Linked DNA regions of Mus musculus: region 2 is linked to region 1. The links are chromatin contacts, called in public HiCAR-type maps. All regions are on one chromosome and are shown on one strand. The core of a region is the stretch at or near the end of the contact, and the rest is flanking DNA. Distances in the headings are between cores, read along the strand shown. Region 1 overlaps Ankrd31 (ankyrin repeat domain 31). Region 2 overlaps Fam169a (family with sequence similarity 169, member A).

What was found. HiCAR-type assays count read pairs that join an accessible place to other places.
Region 2: a contact with region 1 is called in a HiCAR-type map of kidney, with 4 times the contacts expected there. The contact joins two enhancer-like sites. A contact is called at or near these places in 1 of 484 Hi-C or Micro-C datasets (nephron progenitors) and 1 of 115 datasets of contacts at active chromatin or transcription factors (kidney).

What each region holds. Positions count from the first base shown.
Region 1 is chr13:96,789,938-96,795,757 of GRCm38.p6, reverse strand. Ankrd31 (ankyrin repeat domain 31) reads right to left here. Exons shown (of 26, transcript NM_001370928.1): 7 at 4,014-4,057; 8 at 1-19. Among named protein-coding and RNA genes, the nearest start is that of Ankrd31, 45 kb to the right of the region's middle. Within about 2 kb of position 2,472, at least 6 of the 459 cell types and tissues checked have an H3K27ac peak or open chromatin away from gene starts, as enhancers often do. A contact at or near this core is called in kidney, where this site is marked.
Region 2 is chr13:97,105,153-97,110,972 of GRCm38.p6, reverse strand. It overlaps Fam169a (family with sequence similarity 169, member A), which reads right to left. Exons shown (of 13, transcript NM_001100458.1): 6 at 3,840-4,019; 7 at 822-950. Among named protein-coding and RNA genes, the nearest start is that of Nsa2, 30 kb to the left of the region's middle. Within about 2 kb of position 3,027, at least 3 of the 459 cell types and tissues checked have an H3K27ac peak or open chromatin away from gene starts, as enhancers often do. A contact at or near this core is called in kidney, where this site is marked.

The sequences.
Region 1 (5,820 bases), core at 1,223-3,722:
CTGAGTTTTCTCTTAGTTCCTGTGTGTTACATAAAACAAAGCAATATTTAAAATTAAAAGTTAGGTTTAGAACTCATTTTTATATTAATTTATTTTTTTACCAACTTTCTACTTCATCTATATTACTTTCCTGTATGAAACCAATAATGCCTGAATACATGGTTAAATATTTAACCAAGAGTGGTTAAATGGACCAAGAGCAACATTGGCTAGATCACAGATCACAAATTAATCTTCAACTACGCTTTAACCATCTGTTCCAACAAACAGATGTTCTAGTTAGTTAAATTAACAAATGACCTCAATATGTCACAGCCTAAGTAATGCGAGAAAATTCTTGCCAAATGTTTCTCTCAGTCATAAAATTATAAAATTGATACCACTTCACCTTCTGAATGTATATGCAAATGTGAAATGAGAAAAGAACAGGAAACCAGAGAGGAAAACCGAAGAGATGAGGATGCAAGTGTATGAAATCTTATGAATCCTGACTCTAAACTAATAACCCAAGGTTTTTGTTGTTTAAACATAAAACTTTCCCAGGGAGTTATTTTCAAGAGCAATGCCCTAACAGGTTGTATTTGTTCTTACAAAGTTTTGAATGTCCAATATCAGAATTACTTTTAAAGTTGCTATCCAAATTAGCTACTATGTTACTCAGGAAAATAATGTACTTTATAGGTATTGAAAGTTATGGTTTTCAATCATGTTGGTTGTTCCCCCACAACATATCTCCTACCTCTCTGGCAGGATGCATTATCATCTCCTAAGACTGCTAATAATTTGTTCTAAGTTGAACAAAAGAAGTAAGAAATTAATATATTCTATGTACTACCATTTTATCCAATATCTAGCATATAGAGCTTAATAAAATAAATTTATAATTGTAATGCTAACTATATGTATTTTCCAAAACATGCTGTCCAAAGGTTTTAAAAGTGTTTTTCTCAGATGATCTATTGGGAAATATTGATTTAACCAGTGAAAAATATCAGAGAATAAGCAATTACTTTGATCAATTTTATCAGTTACTTGCCACAGATCCAAAGGAAAGGAAGAACTTGAGGCATGAATAAATGATAAAGAAGGGAAATAACAACATATATTTATTCAAACACAACTAGGTGCCAGGCCAGAAGTCACTGCTCATGGTTCTCACAATAATTCTTTGAAACACCTGTCAGTATTTTATAGATGTTAACAAGAGCTGCCTTTGAAGCCACATCCACTCAAAATTTTATTCCTATTTCCTTGCCCTTTGGCTTGTAAGTTTATAAAAAAAAGCTTGGTAACTGGATATATAAGAGGCACAGCTGAAATGATGTAGCTGGATAAGATAGGGTGAGCCTAGGAGATCTGAAGCAACTTGGTATCTTGAAAAAGGATTTGAGTTCACTGTGGGCAGAGCCAATTCACAGCTCCAAGTGGAAAACAAAGACAAAGTAGGCCCTTGAAAAACATTAGCAACAAGACAATGAGAATGCAAGCTTGAAATAGGAAAGAAATGAGATTAACCTTAAAAACAAAAAGGTTATGCTCCATCATCTAGGTACATGTAATAACAAGTTTTACATTCCTCTATATGAAGTATAAGGGACTTGTCATAGTGGGTAAGGAACACAGATCAGAATTACCAAAATTATTAGAGGTCAGGAAGAATAATATATACATGAACAGATTTTTAGACAAAGATTCTCCTTCACCAGAAGGCACCACACAAGATCACAAGGCACGGAAGGAACTAATAATCCTACTCAGCTATGACACCGATGAACCACAACAATGACCTGCCACACCCACTCCAGTGAAGTCTGTGTGACAGGCCTAAAGGCTTGGATGCAATCTCGAGGCAAAGAGTTTGACAGAAACTTAGCCTCCTGGAACCTTGGCATTCCCATAGCAAGAATGCTCCTAGCCTGTCCCTGCATTATTCGGGTATATGGATCTGTGTGCTTTCTTTCAGTATTTTATATTTTATATTTCAGTATTGCCTCCAAGAAATGATTTTACAAATACCTAAATCAGGTTGAACTTTACTCCCTGGCTTTTTTACTCCCTGGTTTTCACCAATGTCCTAGGCAGTCCTTGAGCTGACCCTGGTCTTGGAATTTCATAAGAATGTCATTCATGCAGACGAAATGCCTCAGTGTTGACAGTTAGTAATCAGGCATCTCAGATTGCCAGACAGGAGTTAGAAATCTCAGGGCAAGCTTAGCAATGTATACTTAGAATCTTCATTTCAGCCAGGTATAGCAGACTACATTGCATATTAGAAGAAAGTTGTTGAGTTCTGACAAATGGAGACTCCCTACAGATACTTAAAAGAGCAGCCAAGTTACTCATATATGCAAGAATTTACCATGGCCTAGGAAAAAGGAGGGTTGTGGTTTAAGGAAGAACTACAGTATTGCATTATTCATGAAAGGTCTGCTAGAGCAGAACCCACTGGTGCAAGCTTTCACAAGGTTCAAAGGAATAGCATAAATTGTGACTAGAGTGTGAAATCCTCACCTGGGCCCTGTCATTAGCTGACTCTAGGCAGGGCTGTTTTTATCTTAACTGTAAACATTGCCTGGTTCTTGCCAGTGTTGTGAAGGCATTTCTCTGTTTTGTGTCAGATAACTTCAAAGTACCTTGCCTGCTGTGACACCTAACTTCTTTGTTTTCTTCTGTAATATATAAATCTGATGCTAACTTTGACAAAATTACATTCAGGTACAACACTTCCTTGTGTCTATGTCTGTTTGTCACCCTTTCACCGACTCTTGCCCACCTGTACCGGGACCCTGATTTCCCCTGCGGATCGAGGGCCTGACTGAGGCCAGTCCACAGCAATGACCAGCATGGCACAATAGCCCTAGGGGTGCAGTATCTGCACTCATACATTGGTGGCAACCAATAGCTCTCTAGTTGGACATAAGACCTGTTCAACAAGAGGTCCCTGTACTAGAGACTTAGACAGCTATCCAGAGCCGATGAGTCATGGGTCTTACAGCAAAGTACACCTGGCACTTTACTAAACCAGCATAATTCCTAAAATTTTAAATATTTATAAGTGTAGTTCTCACCCCTCATCAAAAATTTCTCTTTTCAACAAAAGGAGAAAAATTACAGAAAAACAAAATTGATTAAAATGTGGAGAACAAGAGATTGTGTGAACCCAGTCCCAACAAATAGATCTACATGCCAACAGCTGCACTTAAGGCTCAGGGATCATTGCAGAAGAGAGGAAAGAGATTATAAAGCTAGAAGAGGAGGGAGTTTGTGAGATTGTGTCTCCTAGGAATGTCAGAAAGGCTATACCCAGAAAGTTTCACAAAGAAGATCTGAGCAATGATGACACCACTGAGCATGTTAACATGGAAGGGGACAGTTTGTGGGTTCTCAACCCTAAACAAGGAACTACAGACAACTGGGAAATGCAAGAGTGGAAGGAATGGTCTTTCCCAGGGAGTCAGCTCTGAGGTCATACACACACTGGTAACATTACACAAACTGAGCAGTACAATCACATACACAGGAACTCATACACACATACAAATTTGAACTTCTGACCTTTCTGAGTGTTGGGAGTTATAGGTCTGCATATTTGCAGGTAAAAACAATTTTTTTTAAAAAGGCCATGAATTTGAGAGAGAGCAAGTAGAGTGCATGGGAGAGGTTGGAGGGAGGAAAGAGTAGGAGAAATGATATAATTGTATTATAGTTTCAAAAATATTATAGCCGGGTGGTGGTAGTATATACCCTTTAATTCCAGCACTCTGGAGGCAAAGGCAAGTGGATCTTTTTGAGTTCAAAGCCAGTCTGGTCTACAGAGTGAGTTCCAGGACAGTCAGGGCTACAAAGAAAGACCCTGTATCAACATGTCCCCCGCCAAACCTACAAAAGAAGAATAGGTTTCTAGCTATTGATGTGATTTAGTCAGATTACTGCCTAGAAGAGAACTTTAAGCAACGTGATTTAAAAATCTAAATTCACAATCGACAAAGCCAATCTTGATTACATAAACCAACCTTTTTTGAGTGTGGTAAATTTTCACAATTTTCAGCTTCATGCCCTAGAACAGAACAATATGTATTTATTCAACCTTTATTAAACCACAGAGTATACTCTCTTCAATCAGCATTTTCTAGCAATAAAACTTGAGCTTTCTTAAATAATTCAAAAGATGTATCAAGCATCTTATAAATATATCAATTTGTTGATATAAACTTATTACTTAGAAAATAATAGACCTCTCCATTTTTTGGGCTGGGAATATAGCAAAACTGGTAGACTGGCTCTATGCCTCATACTCCTTGAACCCTTAACCTGGAGTGGTAGTGCAGCCCAGGTCTATAACTCAGCAGTGAGGAAAGGGGTCAGAAGCTCAAAGTTATCCTAGGCTACACATTGAGATCAAGACTAACCAGGGTTCTATCATACACTTTGGCTCTTTATTTCAAAGAGAAAGGGTCGGGTGGAAAAATATGTGGTGTTGAAACAGGGTCCAGAAATGAATGAAGTTGGAATTGTGCAAAGAAAATTCTGAGTGCTTGTGAGAAAACTCCAAAAAGACAAGACAAAAGTCTTGTGAACTTCAAAAGTCATGTTTCTTCAAAAACATGAACATGAAATTGTTCTTGGAACCTGCTTTCTTGTTCCTCCCAGGTGTAGTGGATGATGGGAGTGAGTTTAGTTTAGATTACTCACTATAATTGATACTGATATTTGCTTATATTCCTCTATGGAAAAACATGTTTTTGCCATATGACATTTGTTCTTGTGATTATATATAGCTTGAACTCATGAGAAATTTACACATGTGACTTTTCTTAATCCTCAGGGTATAAACTGTCTGATGCTCTGAATAAAGCTGGCTATCACATGAGACTTTAGTCTGCCTCATTTTCAGGCTCCACTCTCCCAGGTTGAATGGCCAATTAGAGTAGTAAACAATGTGAATCCAACCAAAATTGTAACTATTTGAAATTAGTTTAGCTAAAATCAAACCTCTCTATTTCTGTTGGATTATTCTAAGTATTTGTAACTATAGAGGAAGGATTTATAACTAGTTTCTTAGCTTTATCATCTCCTCTGTGATAGGTAATAGAGCTTAAATGAATTCTAGCTATGAAGACTACCCACATGAGGTATTCTCCTATGAATACCTCATGTGAGGCCAAGAGGAATTAGGGGATCATCTAGGCTCTACTGTGGATAAAATTCACATCTCATTGATACTTCAAATATTTGGTCTCTTTCTTTTGGTTTCTTCTGATTATAGAGAAAAATCTACATAGCCAACAAAAAATAGGAAGTAATTATCTGCTGAATCTCAGAATACAGCTTTGCAGGTGACACAGGTTTACAGGGAAGAAACTAAGCCTAAATATACCTGCTAAACTTCACACTATCCAAAAATCTTGAGGCTGAACCTCAGCCCCACTCCCCCACCCTCAGGGAGAGGGATAATGTAGGAAGTGGCTGCTTCACTTGTTTTGGTCTTCAGTGTTTTGCTTCATATTGACATTTGATAATGAAAGTACAAAAATAAAAAAGATTAAATCTGGCTGGTATTCTAAAAGAACTTCTATACCGAATTTACATGTGTCTATAAGTCCAGTCCTACTGTACTAATACTGTCTTCTGGCCATCACAGACAGGCACTAGGCACACAAGTGGTACAGACATAAATATAAGCAAAACACCCATACACAATAAATAAATAAATAAATAAATAAATACTTTAAGAGAAGATTAAAATGGCATTCTACACCAGTGGAAGTCAGCCAATATTTTATTTTTTTCCATTTAGAACCAATATTTAATTTTATTATT
Region 2 (5,820 bases), core at 1,778-4,277, 310 kb before region 1:
ACTGGCCTAGAACAAAGAGACCCACCTGCCTCTGCCTCTCGAGTGCTGGGATGAAAGGTGTGCACCATGCCTGGCATTGTCTTTTGTGTTGTACTTTTACCTTTCAGGCGTATTTAATGTATGAATATTTTGCCAGTATATATGTAGGTATAACGTGTACCTGGTGGCCAAGGAGGTCAGGTGTCAGATCCCACGGAACTGGAGTTGTAGAGATGGTTGTAAGCCACCACATGGATGCTGGCAATTGAACCCAGTCCTTTACAAGAGCCACAACTGCTCTCAACTGCTGAGACATTGCTCCAGCCCCCTCTACACCTCTTTTTTATTAGTGACTCAAAAGCAAAAGCACAATAAAAATTCCAAATTTTAAGAGGGTCTGTGTGATGGTAGTATATGCTCAGCCCAGAGAGCGGCACTATTAGAAGGTGTGGCCTTGTTGGAGTGGATGTGACCCTGTTGGAGTGGGTATGTCACTGTGGGTGAGGGCTTTAAGACTCTCATCCTAGCTGCCTGGTCGTGAGTCCCCTACTAGCAGCCTTCAGAAGATGTAGAACACTCAGCTCTGCCTGAACCATGCCTGCCTAGATGCTGCCATGTTCCCACCTTGATGATAATGAACTGAACCTCTGAACCTACGAACCAGCCTCAATTAAATGTTGTCCTTTGTAAGACTTGCCTTGGTCATGGTGTCTGTTCACAAGAGTAAAACCCTAATTAAGACAGTCTGCAACCAGAAAGATCACAACACTGCCCTGAGGTATATAAGACACGACCACCATTGGGTGCTGTTTTTAAAAGTGTCCCATATTCTACAGTCTTACCTGTAGCTTTAATAGCCTCTCTCTGCAATGCTCGGGTGACTGGTACTCGCTGATGCCAATGACCCACACCTTCAACTTCCCAAAGAAGTTCATGATCTCCTGGATACTTTTCAAAGTATTGCTTGGAAGCTGCAAAACACATTTAACAATGTCCTAGAAATCTCAAATGGCAAAAAGAACAGAGGAAAGAAAGCTGTCCAGGTACTCAGTGAGGAGCATGACCTTTGCACCAGAAACATGACCAAGGAACCTCAGAGTGAACAATAGTCGTCTCAGTCAGGGAAAATCTTGAGGCTGGAAAGATGGCTTTGTGGTTAAGAGCATTTGTTGCTCTTCCAGCGGACCTGAGTTTGGTTCCCAGAAGCCATATGATGGCTCAAAACCATCTGTAACGCCAACTCCAAGGGATTCAATGCCCTCTCTGGCCTCCACAGGCACTGGCACTCACACAGTACAGATACATGGGCCAAACAATCACTCATATAAAATGATAAATGTATCTTTTTTAAAAGTAAAAATGTTACATTTCAAATAACAAGTTTAAATGAAAAATATCTAAAGAATGTCAGTACATATGCAAAAGGAGTCACTATGTGATGTTTAAAATGATACTACACAAACATTTGACCGTCTGTCAAAATAAGTCACAAAAAAGAGGCCAAAACTGCAGTGACATGTATCGTAAAGCCTTTGTGTCTGGCTGTAAGTGAAATGTCTCGGCAAAATCTTTGCTATGTCTGAGTGAGTCAGTAAAGGCTGAGAAACTGTTTCGAGATTGTTTGACCCTCAATGAAATGTTGTCTCTCTGGAAATCCTGCACTTGGTGCCCTCTGCTGTACCAACTCCTGGCAAACCTCGAGTTCTTTCTTTGATTCTGGCCATGGTCAAAGGGACTGAGACTCGTGTGGGTGGTTTGCTCTCTCAGGCAGCAAGGACAAGAGAACTTTGGTACTTGAAACCTTTCTCAGCCCCAATTAACCTTGTATAATGTTTGAAAAGAGTTAAGTGGAGTGAGCCAGCATGGTGTCAGTCTTTTCCAAGAAGGCTGAACCCCTCTGCTTCTTCAAAAAATGAAGGCTTAGCACTTTGGTGAGCTTCTCTCTACTACAGTGTGTACAACCATCATCAAACAATATCCATCACTTATCTGCTAACACTGGGCTGATCTAACTAGAACAGATAACTCAGAGTGAGGTCTCAGGGCCTTCACACTGTGCAGACAAAGTTCTGGATACAGTAATGGCACATATACAGCACTGTGCACACCTCCACAGAACATACGTATTAAATGACAAATATCACCAGAATTATAAAGACTGGTTAATAAAAACAACCACAAAGCACATAATACTTTAAAAAGTTAGGACACGCAAACATGACATCATGAGAAAGAAGGGTGCACGGATTTCAGGAGGTGAACTGTCAGGGGGGCAAAGGCAAAGAAAGGGGAGGTGGAATTGCTACAGCTCCAAAGGGAAGATGAACTGCATAGAGAATGAACTGTACAAACCCCTGTATCGAAAATGCTGTTTCCAATTTCAGAGTTATTCCTATTTTAAATACTTTGCATACACTTTACTATTGGGCATACTGAAAATTAAAAATGCTCTGAAACATGCAACTTTTTGAACGACATATGCTTAGTAAGTTCCAGACCTGGAGCAGTTTCCATTTTGGTGAAGCATGCTCAGCCTATGTAATTCTCATTAAAAACAAACTGTTGTCAAATCTGCATCCTGAATACAAGAATAGCAGGACACCATTCTATCAGGTGAACAAGTGATGAGTATCCAGTGCAAGTCCATAGACTGACTGGAACTGGGCACTGTCCAGTCCTTCTCTCCAACTCTAAAGCTGTGCCTGGGTGTAATAAGGAATAGCACTTGTAACCAAGGAACCTCTCACGCACATGTGTAAATGGTCACCAAGGCCAGTCTGCAGTCACAGGTAGGTATCTCTTATGCCAAATGCTTGAGACAGAAGGTTTGGATTTCTTCTCAGATTTTTGTTTTTTGTTTTTTTTCTTCGAGACAGGGTTTCTCTGTATAGCCCTGGCTGCCCTGGAACTCACTCTGTAGACCAGGGTGGCCTTGAACTCAGAAATCTGCCTGCCTCTGCCTCCCCGAGTGCTGGGATTAAAGGCGTGCGCCACCATGCCCAGCTCTTCTCAGATTTTTAATATTTGTCAACCTTAACTACAAAGCCATCCATGCCTTTAACTTCTGGTCAGCTGCCTGCCCATTTCTCCTCTGCTGACCCTAAGTCACAGGCATGGCTTTCAGTCTTCCATTTCTCTCTCTCTCTCCTAGCAGCTGCTGGGACTCGGGGCTTGGCAATGGTTTAGTTTTTCTCTCAAATTCTCAAATTTGACTCTCAAGCTTCCTTCTGAGTCTGTTTTTAAATTTCTAATAAAGGACTAAGACCCTTAAAAGGAAATTCTAACTCCTCAGTAATATGTGACTTATTCATATGTGTGAAAGACAGAATAAACTGGCAGGAAACAAAACCAAAATAAAAAAAAAATTAGTGCTGCTATACAGAAACTGCAAACTCTTTTTTTAAATGTGGTTCTTTTACATGTATGGGTTTTATCTGCATGTATGTCTGTGCACTATGTGTGTATCTGCTGCTCATGGAGGGCAGAAGAGAGACTAAATATAAATAAATAAGCAAGCAAGCAAGCAAGCAAGCAAGCAAGCTTTGGGAGAAAAAAGAAGCCTTGCAAAAAATGTTACAAACTCCTTGGCTGCCTCTCAGAGCCTGGAGGTTAAGACAAAAGGATCGTTATTTCAAAGCCAGACTAGCCTGTCTCCATTTAAAACATTTTAAAAAATAAAAAAAAATTATCCTCTATATAACAACTAGATACCATAAAATAAAATTACACTTGTAAAGTTAAGTCCTAGAAAGTAAAAACTTTCAAACTCATTTAAAACTGGTAATATACATTTACAATATTCTGGAGAAACAAACTTTAGGTGACACCAAGTTTAACATTTTCCAGCTCAGTCCACTCACCTGTGTACATGAGAGAAGACAGTGGGTACCGTAAGCCAAGTGCATCTTCTGTAAAGGAATCAACAAAATCTTCCAGCATATGAAGCCCCAAATCTTTTCCTCTGTATTTCTTCCTTATAAACATTGTATCAAGAACTGGCAGTTGGTAATTCTGAGTAAGAAATGAGGCACATAAGCTTCCTGCAGCAGTAAGAGAAACCAAAGAATTTTACACAGTAAGTTACATGGACATTTAGTAAATACGAGTTAACATTTCTGAAAATAGCTTTTCCCTTAAGTAAAAAAGCACACCAAAAATGTGTATATTCTTTAATAAAGTATATTGTAACTTTTGTTATACTCTATAATGTATGTGTGATAATAAGAATAGCTGTTATTTTATGTTTGCCAACAGTAATATAGGACAAGTAGCTTACTAACATTTCATGACGTACATACTTGGCTATGACTATATGTATATTACACTCTATCTTTAGACATAACCTAACCTTCTCTATCTGCTCCACGAACTGAAACAGCTAAAACCATGAGCCAAAAATAAATACTTTCAATTGCTTTTGCTCAGATATATGGTCACAGCAACAAAAGTCTGACTAGAACACTATACAAGGAAATCCTATTTGGTCATAAGAAGAAATGAAGAGTTGGATTAGAGAAATGGCTCACAGAGTCAGGGATTGGTTCTCAGCACCCATATGATGGCTAACAAACATCCATAACTCCATCCCACCTCTGATCTCTTAGGGCACAAGACATGCACACGGTACACATACAGGCAAGCAAACAAAACAGTAATACAGATATAATAAATCTAATTTTTCCAAAGAGGTGAAGTACTGATACATACTACAATATATTATATGAGACTTGGAAAAAGACTATTAAGCCGAAAGAAAGAAAGAAAGAAAGAAAGAAAGAAAGAAAGAAAGAAAGAAAGAAAGAAAGAAAGAAAGAAAAGCTAGATACAAGCCACACAACATATGACCTAGATTAATTCATAGATTAATCCATGGATTCATGGTTGCCAAAGGCTGGAAATAAGAGTGACATTTGTATATAGATTTTCTTGTTTTGTAATAATAAAAATGATACAAAACTGGTAAAATATGATACATTTGAAATGTGTAAATTTTGTGGTATATGAATATGCAACTTATTTAAAATATAAATAAAATAGCAATGTACACATTTGATGTATACCATTTATAATCAAATTCTGCAGAGACAAGTCTGAAAGTATGTTCCTTCAAGCTTACACATGTTCTCAGTGAATCTTGACATCCGCTTGTCCAGTCTCTCTGAGCCAAGCGCCCCGCACTCACCCCTGGTCCTTCCTGCAGCCTACAACAGTCCATCAGAAAGCCTGCAGCAGGAGCAGCAACAATGCCTTGGGCCTTGTTTCCTTTGCCCAGGCCACAGCACCAATCCCAGGCCTTCCAAAGCAGCCCTGTTGCTACACTCTCAACCCTGCTGACACGCTCTGTACTGATGAGTTGTCAGGAGCTGTTTCGGCTCCCGGAGAAGCTGGCTCCGGAGGTCCCTCCCCATTTCAGACCTAAACACGTTTGTCTTAAGTATCCTCTAAGGCCCCTTGTCTAGGCATGTGCCCCCACCACAAGAATGAATAAAGAGTCAAACAAAACAAAACAAAACAAAACAAAACAAAACAAAACAAAACAAAACAAAACCAGCTCTGTGACAGAGAGGGAAGAGAACAAAACAGCTCAAGGACAAAAACATCATGTTCTAACAACAACTAAAACGGATAAACGGATTTCCAAGAGATGTTACTATGATTGATCCCATGCTGTAAGAGTGTGAGACGCTGGGAGTTCAGTTGCGGGAAGCACTACCCTGGAGAGAAGCTCACAGGGAACTCCAGCTAACTTAACTGCTGGTTATTGTGAGCTCCAGATTTGATGCTGTTACTGCCATCTGCTCTGCTGGGAGCCTTCCTGGGGAGACTCTGCTCTGCCAGGGG